Regions from separate parts of the Danio rerio genome. Here region 1 is linked to region 2. A link is a contact called in public Hi-C data. All regions are on one chromosome and are shown on one strand. The core of a region is the stretch at or near the end of the contact, and the rest is flanking DNA. Distances in the headings are between cores, read along the strand shown.

Region 1 (6,814 bases), core at 1,858-4,357, 56 kb after region 2:
TCAACTTTAAATTTTACGGCAACAAACTTCAGGAAACAATTAATTAATCATAATTATTGCACAAATAATAGTCTATTTAGAAGCAAACAATCTCCTCCAAATGCTAAATAAATATTTCTGAAATACAATATAATATTTCTATTATTGAAAAATGTCATTCGTTTGATAGCCCACATAAAGTAAAGGAGGTTAAATGCTGCCCTCTACAGTATACACAGTGCAACTGTTACAGTAATAACGGTAATAGATGATGTGATATGAATATGGATTTGTAGATTCCCTACTAAGACATTCGCTACAAAACCAGTAGTGCCTGGAGTGAGTGAAAAAACACATGCAAGAAACTCATTTTCACCTGAATGCCAGTGATATCGCTTCCTCATGTTAACTCTTCTATGTTTCTTTTTATTGTGCTTTATCACCTATTACTTAACAGCATTACAGCAATTTCTCTGAATGCATAAATGGACTTAGATCAGCTTGAGTAGACATTAGGACTTTCAAATACTATTGGGTAGACTAGCATTGTGGTGACTTTTAATTAATTTTGACAGCAATTTATGATTAATTTTTAGTCTCTTTACTAAAATGGCATTTAGTTTTAGTCTGTTGAATTCATTGTAATTATAGTCTAGTTTTAGTCAACTAAATGTAATGTGATTTTAATCGACTAAATCTACTCTCAATTTAGTTGACTGAAATCTAACCAGTTTAGTTAATTTATTAAAGATTAATTATGAATATATCTCAAATTTCTAAGCTCATTATATAGTCCTGAAGAACACACTTGTAAATAAGAAAAAAGTATATTGAGGTTTGAACAATAAAGACCCAGATTTAACAGTTGTGATGTAACATTAGGCCTAAATTATAAGCTAAAAAATAACCTAAAATGCATTCTTCATAAAAATCCAGCTGTATATATCGTTCTTTCGTGTATCTATCGTATATCCAGCTGTATATATCGTTGTATATATATATTCATATATATATATATATATATATATATATATATATATATATATATATATATATATATATATTCATAAGTATATTCATTTGCATAATCTTTAATAGGCACAAAATCGAAAGTGAAAGTAAGAACATGTCTATGGAGGTTTAATTGAAAGTGTATTCAATCTGTGGGCATGTTAATAAAAGCAAATTGTCCTGTGAGGAAGAAGAGCTCTCTCAGTGTGATCATAACTGCTGCCATTTTGGCAAACAACATTTATCCTAAAAATAATTTCAAGTTTGTTTCAGACTTATTTATACCTGCTATTTAAGTGTATTAGGGCCAATAATTGAAGCAGTATGATAAAATGGTACTTTTTAAAATAAGAAGAGTATGCCAAACAGGGAAAAAAAAAAAAAAATATATATATATATATATATATATATATATATATATATATATATATATATATATATATATATATATATATAATGCATATCTTCTCAGAAAATCTCAATTAAAATATTTTTTTAATATTTATTGAGCTCCTTCCATTTATTTATTTATTAATATGTTAAATATTAATTTAAACAAGTTGCTTTGGACCTGTTGTGAGTAGGCGGTTCATTCCGCTGTGGCGACCCCAGATTAATAAAGGGACTAAGCCAAAAAGAAAATGAAATGATGTTGTAAGTACTGTTTGAATACAAAAATGTTGGTTGGTTAAAATGTTTTCAATAACTTAAATTTTACTGCAAAAATTAAAATAATTAAATAGCCTCTATGTGATGCCAAATCACTGATTTTATCACTGAATCATTCATTTAATTTATTCATTTGAACAGCTAATTCATTTAGGTGCAAAACAAGTGACTGTCTTCATGAATGGGTAGTTGAATCACTGACTCACTTGATTTATTCAAAAAACATTAAATGGGGCAGCACGGTGGAGCAGTGTAGTACAATCGTCTCACAGCAAGAAAGTCACTGGATTCGAGCCCTGACTGGGTCAGTTGATATTTTTCAGTTGGGAGTTTGCATGTTCTTCCCGTGTTCATGTAGGTTTGCTCCGGGTGCTCTGGTTCCCCCCACAAGTCCAAAAACACGTGGTAGGTGAATTGGGTGAGCTGAATTGTAAGTGTATGTGTGTGAATGAGTGTGTATGGATGTTTCCCAGTGATGGGTTGCAGCTGGAAGCACATGCTGCCCAGTGCTGCATAAAACACATGCTAAATAAGTTAGTGGTTCATTCCACTGTGGCGACCGCAGATTAACTTAAGGGACTAAGCCAAAAAGAAAATGTCTTAGTATGAATTCACAAATGAAACACTGCCGTGTTGAAGCTGCAGCAGGTCAGTTAGACAAAATAAAGCTAAATCAGGCAACTTTGTTTTAGTCAGACATTGTAAGTCACTTAACAGTTTCTTATTAATTGGATTGATGTGTTTTTAAAGCAATATCACGACTGCAAATCGCTTAATAATTAAAAACTTTTAGTATATACTGATTACCATTTTATCCTATTAAATGGCCGTCTCACCTCAGTCAGAGCTGCCCTGCTAACATCTTCACCAAAGTCTTTTGCCAGCCTTTTAGCGATTAACTCATTTATTTCAACATATTTGGTGGCTTCTGCTTCAAGTGTTTGTCTTTTTTTCTCCCTCAGCTCCTCCTTTACGTTTGGATCAATGACTGTAAAGATGTTGTATATTTTATGTTCACTATCGCAGCATGTCAACAGTTGCGCAGCAACCACTCTTAAACTTGAACTTGATTCTGATTGGTCCATGCTCAGCCAATCGTCACGTGTTTAGCAGTTTTACTAGTCAGTTCGCGTCAGCTTTATGTGGCCAGTCAGAAAGACACATAAACCTAGGATTAATCTATATAATATGTACGTCCGGATATAATTACAAGTTACAGCACGAACTAATTAAAAGACAAAATGCTCACCGGCCTAAAAAGACCGCGGCCCACTGGAAATCTCACAGAAGTCTCTAACATGGTCCCGAAGGCTGGTAACTACATGCCTGCAGCCATACATGTAAATCAAAAATAATTGATGCTTACTTCATTGTAGCCACGTACAGCGGCTGTCATCCTCTCCATCACTGAAAGCTGGTTGCTTATCTGTCTGCTCCACTGCTCCGTTTGTTAGATGATCCCACTCTCTCTTGTTTTCTGAACGCCAGAAACGCCCGATTCGCGCAGCAGCAGGATCTCTAATCGCATCATGGCATTGACTTCACATGTAAATCACACAGTGGCGCCCCCAGAAAATTTTCTTAGGGGTGGCCAGAAGAGGCCGCACCAAATCTTGGGGTGGCACACAAAGAAAAATAATGAATTCAGTGTAATGTTATATTTTTGTTTCTGGTAAATGAAATAATGTAGTTTTATTCATTTAATTAATTCTACTTGAAATATTGCAATTTATTCTTTGAAATAATTCAGCAAGTACATGTGCAAACCAAATAAAAATCTATGTTTAGTTTAAAAACACTTTTCATATACTGTATAAATGACTTCTTTTTTTACGTGCCTTTATTGTACATCATACGAGATATGCCATGTCTAAAATTAATGAAGATTAATGAGTTTATTATTCCCAGTGATGGGTTGCAGCTGGAAGGGCATCCGCTGTGTAAAAATGTGCTAGATAAGTTGGCGGTTCATTCTGCTGTGGTGACCCTGGATTAATAAAGGGACTAAGCCGAAAAGAAAATGAATGAAAGAATAATGAGTTTATTAATTACCCAAACAAATGAACAAACTGAACAAAAGGCATTACTATACACACTCCCTATACCTAATAATATTATTTATCCATATTGCTTTTTGAACCATTTTATTAATGCAGCTTCTTCTATTGATATACTGTAGCTTAAGGTAAATATTAAATAGCCATTGCTGTCTATTGAAGGTGTGTGTGTGCTGTCAAGGACGAACGGGGAGGGTAGTGGCGGTTCTAGTTTAAATGACACCCTTGGCGAACCACCCTATACATCCCCACCTCTCTTGAATTGTTAGATTTGTTATTCAATAAATATAAAAATTTATTTATATTTATTCTAAATAAATACAATTAATATTATTATACAATTATTATTCTAAATAAATAACAGAAATCAGTCCTAAATATTACTGGAAAACAACAACTGGAGTGATATGCCAACATCACTTAAGAAACCTTTTGCATGAAAATTAATTATGACAATTCTAAAGAATACAAAAAATGTATTATAGAATTATCTGTGGTCTTAGACCAGATCATGGCTGAGAAATCATGTTATAAAGTCTTACCTCCCTGACTCATTATCCCTCCTTTCTGCTTTAAAGGCATGCTTAGTGAAATTAACATCATCATCATCATCATCATCATCATCATCATCATATTATATAAACTTTAAACGACTTTCAAAACTCGCTGTGTGCCGACACTTCTGCACAAAAGGCTGTTACTCCGGTTTCACGGCGCATGAGCGGTGCCTATTATGTCGGCGTGCATGCAAACAACCAACCGGGATTCACACAGGAGTGCGTGAGGCGCGCGGGAATGGTTTTCCGCGCGCATGCGTCAGTTTGCTTTCACCAGCATTGAACCAGAGGGGGAGAGCTACGTCAGTAACACCAACAATAATTTAGTGACTGCATTTTATTTATTTATTTATGTATTTATTTATTTATCTAAATATTGGGAATTTATAAGTTCATTTAAATCAATAATGTCAACCGCAAAATTATATTGGGGTGGCCACAGGGGTGGCCAGAGTTTACCGAGGGGTGGCCGTGGCCACCCCTGGCCACCCCTTGGAGGCGCCCCTGAAATCACAAGCACTTGCTTTATCCGCGTCTGCTTATTGCACGGGCTGCAAAAAAACTGCAAAACTGTTTCCACCGTACACTCCCATGTAATATGTTAGGATTATTGTTTGCTTGGTCGTTTGCAGTAATGTCAGGTGACAGGTGAGACGTCATGAGCGCTGCGTACAACGCCAGCCTGGTGAAGGGGTGTTTCTTTTTTTCTTAAAAATTAGACCTATTTGCGGTTATAGGCCTCATTTAGGCTACTATTTAATTATGAGTTTTAAAACTGCATTTTAGTGACATTTTTAGCACTATTTTAGCCTAAATAGATGGATGGTCATCATACGCAAAAAAAAGTACGCATGAAAATTCCTGGATAACATCAATAGCCAACAGTATTCAAATTAATTTTAATATGGACAGCTTATGGTGCTTCACACCTTTTTATTGGTCTTTTTGTTTTAATAAGGTCCAAGATTTAGTATAAAAGTCACTTGTAAAATATTTTCTCCATTTAAAAACAATACAGTAGTGAAAGATGACTCACATAAGTCAGACTGTGTGTTTTCTTGCACAGCTGGATGTTGGACTCATGAAAAATAATTGTTTGCACTGGCCAAAACTGATTAGATGAAGTCAAAACAACACTCAATAGAGGATTCCACTTGGTCTTAAAACCTTTTTTGATGAGTTATTTTCACTATTTATAATAGTATAGCAGTCAAAATAAGACAAACAAGAGTTTTTTTTTCCCTCTCCGCTGTTGCCACTAGCTTGCATGGTTTGGGATCGGTAGAGCTACCCATCGATTAATTTTCTCTTTAGTGTTCGGACTCTCAGTAATGATTTTAAACCACACTGAACTGAACTGAGCTAAACTGAACTGAACCTAAACACTAAAAACTGAACTACTGTGTTCCAGTTACTATGACCATTTATGTGAAGCTGCTTTGAGACAATCTACATTGTAAAAGCGCTATACAAAATAAATAAATAAAAGCTAGCTCAAAAAATGTCATTGACTTGGGGTAAAATTATCTCGCCTATATATCTCAGTATCTCAGCACACATTTATGTCTCTCTGACATAGTTTTGACTCAAACAATAGCAGGAACAAAGAATTTAACTTGGTTTGAAACCGAATGTCAAATGTAAAACTAACTTTACCACGGTCATAAACCACTCAAAATAAAATAACAAACAGCGAAATGCAGTCCAGGGGTCCGTTCTTCGTACCTCGCTTAAATGATCTAAGATGATTTGGCAGATCCTGGATCTTTTAATCTTGATCACTGATCTCTCGCTAATTTGGTTCTTCAAACAAGTTCGCAAATCAAATTAGAATGTCTGGATGAACTGATCTGAGATCGCTCCGTGTGTTGTGAAGGACAGATCTATCGATCCTCGAAATCATGATCAGCAATGCAAGGATTTGCTGATGGCACAGCAGCGTAATGACATCATCTGATTAATATTCAATTATCCATGTGAGCAAAATTACAACAAATTAGCAGAAACATTTTGTCAAATATGACACCCAATAACTTTCCACATTTGTTATGAGTGGCAGGCTTTACACTTTCATGTGTCAAGAGTTTTCATCATGTATTTCAATGCATATCAATGTATTTATTTCTACGTTTAGAAAAGATTTTCTTTATTATAGAAGCCGTTTTTTTAATCACTGTAGGGAATAACTGGATGTTTACAAAAGCATTTTGATATTGGTAAAGGCATCTGCAACTTTTGTAAAGCATAATCACTGGCATATTAACTGTCAAAACATGTTTATGACTGCATTAATGTATTATTGCTTTTTTTAAAAAGTCACATATTCTGCATTATTATTATCATACACAAATTGTAAGCGATCTAAAAAGTTCATATCAATAAGTTTTCTTTTTGCACCAACAAGTGGCAGTCTTTGTACTTTTATTTCAGGGGTGCAGATTGCATAAGTTTTATTTATTTTATTAATAACTATAACTTTATATATATATATATATATAGTTAAAAATATGAACTATTTTCCTAAGTGTATATAACTACTAC
Region 2 (5,899 bases), core at 698-3,197:
CATTGATCACATTGGTGCGGCTTTTCTCCAGTGTGAATTGTCAAGTGATCCTCAAGACTTCGTTTCTGTTTGAAACAAACTCCACATTGATCACACGTGTACGGCCTCTCTCCCGTATGAGCTCTTATGTGATTTTTAAGGGTTCCTTTATGTGTGAAACTTTTCCCGCACTGATCACAGGTGTGCGGTTTCTCTCCGCTGTGGATTTTCATGTGCACTCTAAGAGACGTTTTATATGTGAAACTCCTCCCGCACTGATCACACGTAGGCAGCTTCTCTCCGGTGTGGATTTTCATGTGCTCTTTGAGCTTCTCTTTTCGGGTGAAACTCTTTCCGCACTGATCACAAGTCTGAGGACTCTCCGCTTTTTTTTCCAGTAACTTACTTCTTGTCATTGAGAGGCCCGGAGATATATTTCCCAGCTTGGACATGTTGTTACTCCTCTGCCTCCCTTGGATTTTCAGTCTCTTTCAGTGAGTCTAAAATAAAAGAGTTTTATTTTCAGTAGAATCATAAACCAAGGAGAGAAATGTCACTGTAAGAAGAAGCAAACACTGATGCAAATTAATACTATAAAGGTGTGTTGACGCAGACCCAGCTTAGGTGGATTTAACAATATTTTATTAATTTGAAACAAAAACTGTAACGAAAATACTTAATTTAAGATTATTAAATGAGAATTTTTTTTTCTATGTGAGGCTTTGCAATATGACGATACATAACCTATGGACAAAATAAGTCTATTTTTTCTGATTAAGTTCAATTGTTTATTTCATGGTGCATTGTTCATCATTTGAGGATTACTGCAATCTTACCACCAAAGTGAATAAGAATGCGGTGAGAATGTTGCAAGTCTTAATGTATATTTTAATGAGAAAATATTTGGGTCTAAAATTGTTAGTTGATGTTTTTAAATGCTTTATGTTTCATAAAGAAGTTCTAAATTAAATGATAACATAATTACAAATAAATATTTGGAGTATATATTTTAAAAATGTAAAAATATATATATATATATATTTTAAATGATCATTGAAACAATGAGATACCAGCAAGTGATGTGCACAGCACTGAAAAGAAGCAGGGGAAAAAAGAAGCCATTTGCACAATACAAAACATTTAGTTTTCTCACAGACACTGTGAGCATTTCTTTATCTCTAAACCCTAAATCAAAATTAGCTCAATCGTGATTTTAAAAATTTTAATTTCATTGAACCCAACCAGTAAAATAATATAAAAATCTTTACACTGATAACATTTAATCATATCATATATTAAGACTACACTCAATTCAATTCATGTATTTGAATAGTGTCAATGCAGCCTAACATAGAAGTTCTAGTAGATTGAAACCATGTAAGTCCAGTTGTCAGAGTTAGTTCAGTTCAGTGTGGTTTAAATTTCACTGCTGAAAGTCTAAACACTGAACAGCTACGTAATATTACATATAAACAAGCTTAAATTATTTATTTGAAATTTTTCATAAATGCATTTATTTCCAGTATTTCAAATTGGTCAGTCACTTAAAACATTGTGTAGCTGCAAAAGCTTCCTATTTTTTTATTAAATTCAACCCATTAACTCATCAACAACATTAAATCAAGTTATAAGACATGTAAACAACAATCAAATAGGGTTTTCTGGTTTTAAACAAATATCTAAAATTGATCAAAAATTATTTAGGCTCCAATCTGTAGCCGTTTCATAAAAAGTCAACCGCTTTGTTTGCTAACGTTGTGTTATTAAATCACAGCTCTTTATAATTTGACTGCAACCAATACAACTGACGGCTTTATGTTTTAAAACATTGATGTATTTCAGCATCACAAATGAAGAACAGGAATAAACACTAACCTCTTGTTATTCAGTATCTTCAAGTGTCATTCAGTATGTTTGTGGATAAATTGTTTTTGTGCTGTGATTTCATAAACACCGTCAACTTCTTCTTTTCGTCTTTTGACGGTTGGCAAACCAACTTACCGTGCATATATCGCCACCCACTGAGGAGGACGAATATATGACATGTTAAATCTGTTTTGAACGTCATCTGCAACTATTTTTAACAGTTTGACGAAAATATTGAGTTTTTACTTGAGAATTACTACACTTTGAATGTTGAATTGTTTCAATCCACACACACTATAGACAACCAATGCCGATATACAGGGCATATACATTGTTGATGTATGGCCAGAATCAATTATTTTTTATTATTAGAGTCAGCTACATTAGATTCAGCTACACAAAACAACAACACTAATGCCATTGTATTGTGTTGACTAGAAAGTAACATTAAATAAATAAATAAAACTGCAGTGTACACAACATTTCGAGTAAAGTTTTTCATTGGTATGATTTATGGTTTGTTTACATTTCAAAATATTTCTTATGCACCTATTCAGAACCTATCAACTGATTCCCTCTGATATCAATTTATGCTAGCTAGCTACTAAATTGAAGAAAGAAAAACCATCATCTCCCTTTTAAACAAAACTGAAAGCTTAAAGACATTGGTGAAGTCTTTCCATTTAACTACTCCCTCACCCCCGAAAAAATAAAACTGAAAAATTAGCCATCAGTGTCTTGGGCCATATGCAAATTTATCAGCATGTCTACGGGTAAAATAACTTAATTCTGAGAAAATCATGAAAATTGTAAATAAATATATTGATAGGCGAAAAAAAATCTGTATATATATATATATATATATATATATATATATATATATATATATATATATATATATATATATATATATATATATATATATATCAGCAATACAGTCCCAGTAGTGACATTGTTAAGAGAGGGGTCACACACTGGATGCTGCGCCCAGCGACGATGCAGCACCATGCATGTTAAAATTCTAAAAAATAGTCGCGCACCCCCTTGATAGAAAATGCAAAATGCACACCCCTTTGATTCTAAAACGCATGGCGCTGCGATGCAATATCTCACCCTATTGCACACAGTATGTAATTTAAACATCAAACATTGTGCATTCTTCTTAATGTCAGCAAAACACAGTCATTTCAAGATAACAGTGTTTTGTCATATATAACAACTTACCAGACTGTGAGACTCTAGTGACGTCATCAACGCAAGGTAAAAATATACTTTACAACCAAAATCTCCCAAATATTAATTAGAAAAATATGTACACAACTTATTTTAAACAAAAGATTTATGATAAATACAATGATCAACATCATATTTAAATGAAACAAGTTAAACAACACAAAATCATTATAATGATATAATGAATTAAAATGATATCTGAAAATAAAACTAATGAGACATTGTTCATTTGGAAGGAATCACTCTTAATATGGATTACGTATATGATCGTTATATACCATTGCATCAAAAACTACTCAATGTTAAACTATATTAATATAACTCAATTAATACATTAATGCATACAAAACCAAAAGTGATTACATCGATAAGGTACAAAAATATAAATTTCCAGATATGGTTTCCTACTTTATTTGTGGTGCATGTAAAGCAATATGGCTTTAATGTTCAGTTTTGTGAGGTAATAGCTTTACTTTCACTTTCACTTTCCTACCAGCCTGCTGTTTTTCATTTTTATTTTCGTTGTGTTGTTTACACACAGAAACACACTTTCCACATTCACAGTGAGAATTGTTGAGGCAATTGATGATACAGCACAGCCAAAGTTTTACTTTCACTTTCGCTTTTTAAAAAAAAGCTTCCCTCATACTTTCCAATGTAAATGTATACATTCAATATAACCAGTCTTCATTGTAGAGCTCTTGTGCTCCTACAATCCAATATATGTTGAATCACACTTTAAATGATGGTTCTTTAATTACACATTTATTTTTATGATTGCGCAGATAAGCTAATTTACCAAATCCTCTCCCACACTGAGCACAGTGATATGGCACTTCACCAGTGTGGATCCTCTCATGTATTTTTAAAGACACTAACCACTTAAACACCCTGTCGCAGTGTGAACACTTGTAAGGTTTTTGTCCAGTGTGAGTTCTCTGGTGCAGCTTCAGTTCAGCTTTCGTAACAAAGGTCTTTCCGCAATCAACGCACGTTTGATTCTTCACACCATTGTGTCTTTTCTGGTGTAGTTTTAAAGTGCTCATCTCACTGAAACACTTTCCACATGTAGAACAAACATAAGGCTTCTCTTTTGTATGAACTTTCAGGTGCTTCTTCAGGCTGTCTGCCCTTAAAAAAAGATTTTCCGCACTGATCGCAGTGAAATGGTCTTGAGCGAATAACTTTCTGCAGTAGACACGTGTGTGGTTTTTCTCCAGTGTGGATCCTCTCATGTACTTTCATATGTCTTGGCTGACTGAAGCCTCTGTCGCAGTGTGAACACTTAAAAGGTTTCTCTCCGGTGTGAACTCTCTGCTGCTGTTTCAGTTCGGCGTCTCTAATAAAAGATTTCCCACAATCAAAGCACAAGTAATCCTTCACACCACGGTGTCTTTTCAGGTGCGTACTAAAAGCACCAAACTGACAAAAACTCCGTCCACACAACGAACAAACATAAGGCTTCTCCTTGTTATGAATTTTCAAGTGGGTCCTTAAGGAATCTACACTGGTAAATGCTTTATTACACTGATATTACACAGTTATACGGTCTCGCTCCAGAATGACAAAGGAGGAGTATTTTAAGACTTTTTGCGTATCTGTAACTCTTCCCACATTGATCACATGAATACGGCTTCTCTCCGGAGTGGATCAGCATGTGGCCTCTAAGGCCCAGCCTTTGTGTGAAACTATGCCCGCATTGTTGGCATGTGAACGGTTTCTCTCCATTATGACCTCTCATATAAATTGGAAGACTATGTTTATATTTGAAGGTCTTCGCCGCACAAAGAACAGGTGAGAGTTTTTTTTTTAAGCTCTTTTCAGCGATCGTCTTGTAGAGTTTTTTAAAGATTTGTGTTTCTCATTCTTTCCACGTAATTCACCATCCTCCTTGTTTTCTTCTTTTAGGTCTAAAATGAAATAAAAATGGTAACACTTTAGTTTAATTGCTAAGTCTCACTACTAACTAATGACTTATTACCTGTCAATTATTCAAATGTTGGCTGTTTATTAGTAGCTATACAATCTATAATGTACAATTTATTGTAGTTATACAATCATGCATAATACATGCTATTTTGTACATCCCTAATCTTACCAAAAAATGACCTTAAAAACTTTTAATTAAGCAGCAAATTAGGAGTTTATTGAACTAAAAGTCAGCAGTTAAGAGTGACGTTACGCGAAGAGGCTTCTGGATCCAAGAGTTCGCACCATGCCTAGCATTCAGTAATATCATTCCTAAAAAAACAGCAACCACGTACACAGTCATTAATCTCTCCATGAATTAAACAGAGCTACTTTGTTGCTTGTAGCTCGGTGTCCCCAGCACGGACACCTAGCGCTTTACAGAATGATGATAATGCAGAACTTAACCATTTTAAACCCTGCTGAAGAAAATATAAATTGTAATTTGCTCCTTAAGGACTTTATTTGTTATTTTGAATATATTGTGAACTTTCTTATACTTGCTGGAAATTTTACTTTTACAGAGGTTCCTTAAAAAATCAATTTGTATAGACTTCATGAGTGAAATAGAACAAATTAAAATCATTCAGATTAATTGATAATAATAAATGTGCTTCTTTCATGGGCAAATATGTTAAGATCTTTTATGCTACATGATTTCTTTTGATTATTATTTTTATTTATACCTTATTGTACGTTTCTTTTGCTCTTTATCCTGTGTATCTAATGTGATTATTGTGTAAAATAACTATTCTTTTTTACTGTATTCTAAGTTGTATTATACAATTATTATTTTATTATAAAAAAATAAAAAGGTTGTAAAATCAAGCCAAGTATACTTTGTGTTTCAGGT

The links. A called contact is a pair of places that touch in the nucleus more often than the background predicts.
Region 1: a Hi-C map of hematopoietic stem cells shows a contact between it and region 2, with 2.9 times the contacts expected there. The contact joins the promoter of si:dkey-253d23.2 here to the promoter of si:dkey-253d23.1 in region 2. A contact is called at or near these places in 3 of 18 Hi-C or Micro-C datasets (caudal fin, hematopoietic stem cells and an unstated tissue) and 3 of 4 datasets of contacts at active chromatin or transcription factors (caudal fin, embryo and gastrula embryo).

The regions. Positions count from the first base shown.
Region 1 is chr22:9,523,716-9,530,529 of GRCz12tu, forward strand. si:dkey-253d23.2 reads right to left here and starts at 3,108. Exons shown (of 4, transcript XM_073937325.1): 1 at 3,026-3,108. It also overlaps a transcript of blf not described here.
Region 2 is chr22:9,469,120-9,475,018 of GRCz12tu, forward strand. si:dkey-253d23.1 (a long non-coding RNA gene) reads right to left here and starts at 1,948. Exons shown (of 2, transcript NR_188772.1): 1 at 1,855-1,948; 2 at 1-479. It also overlaps a transcript of blf not described here.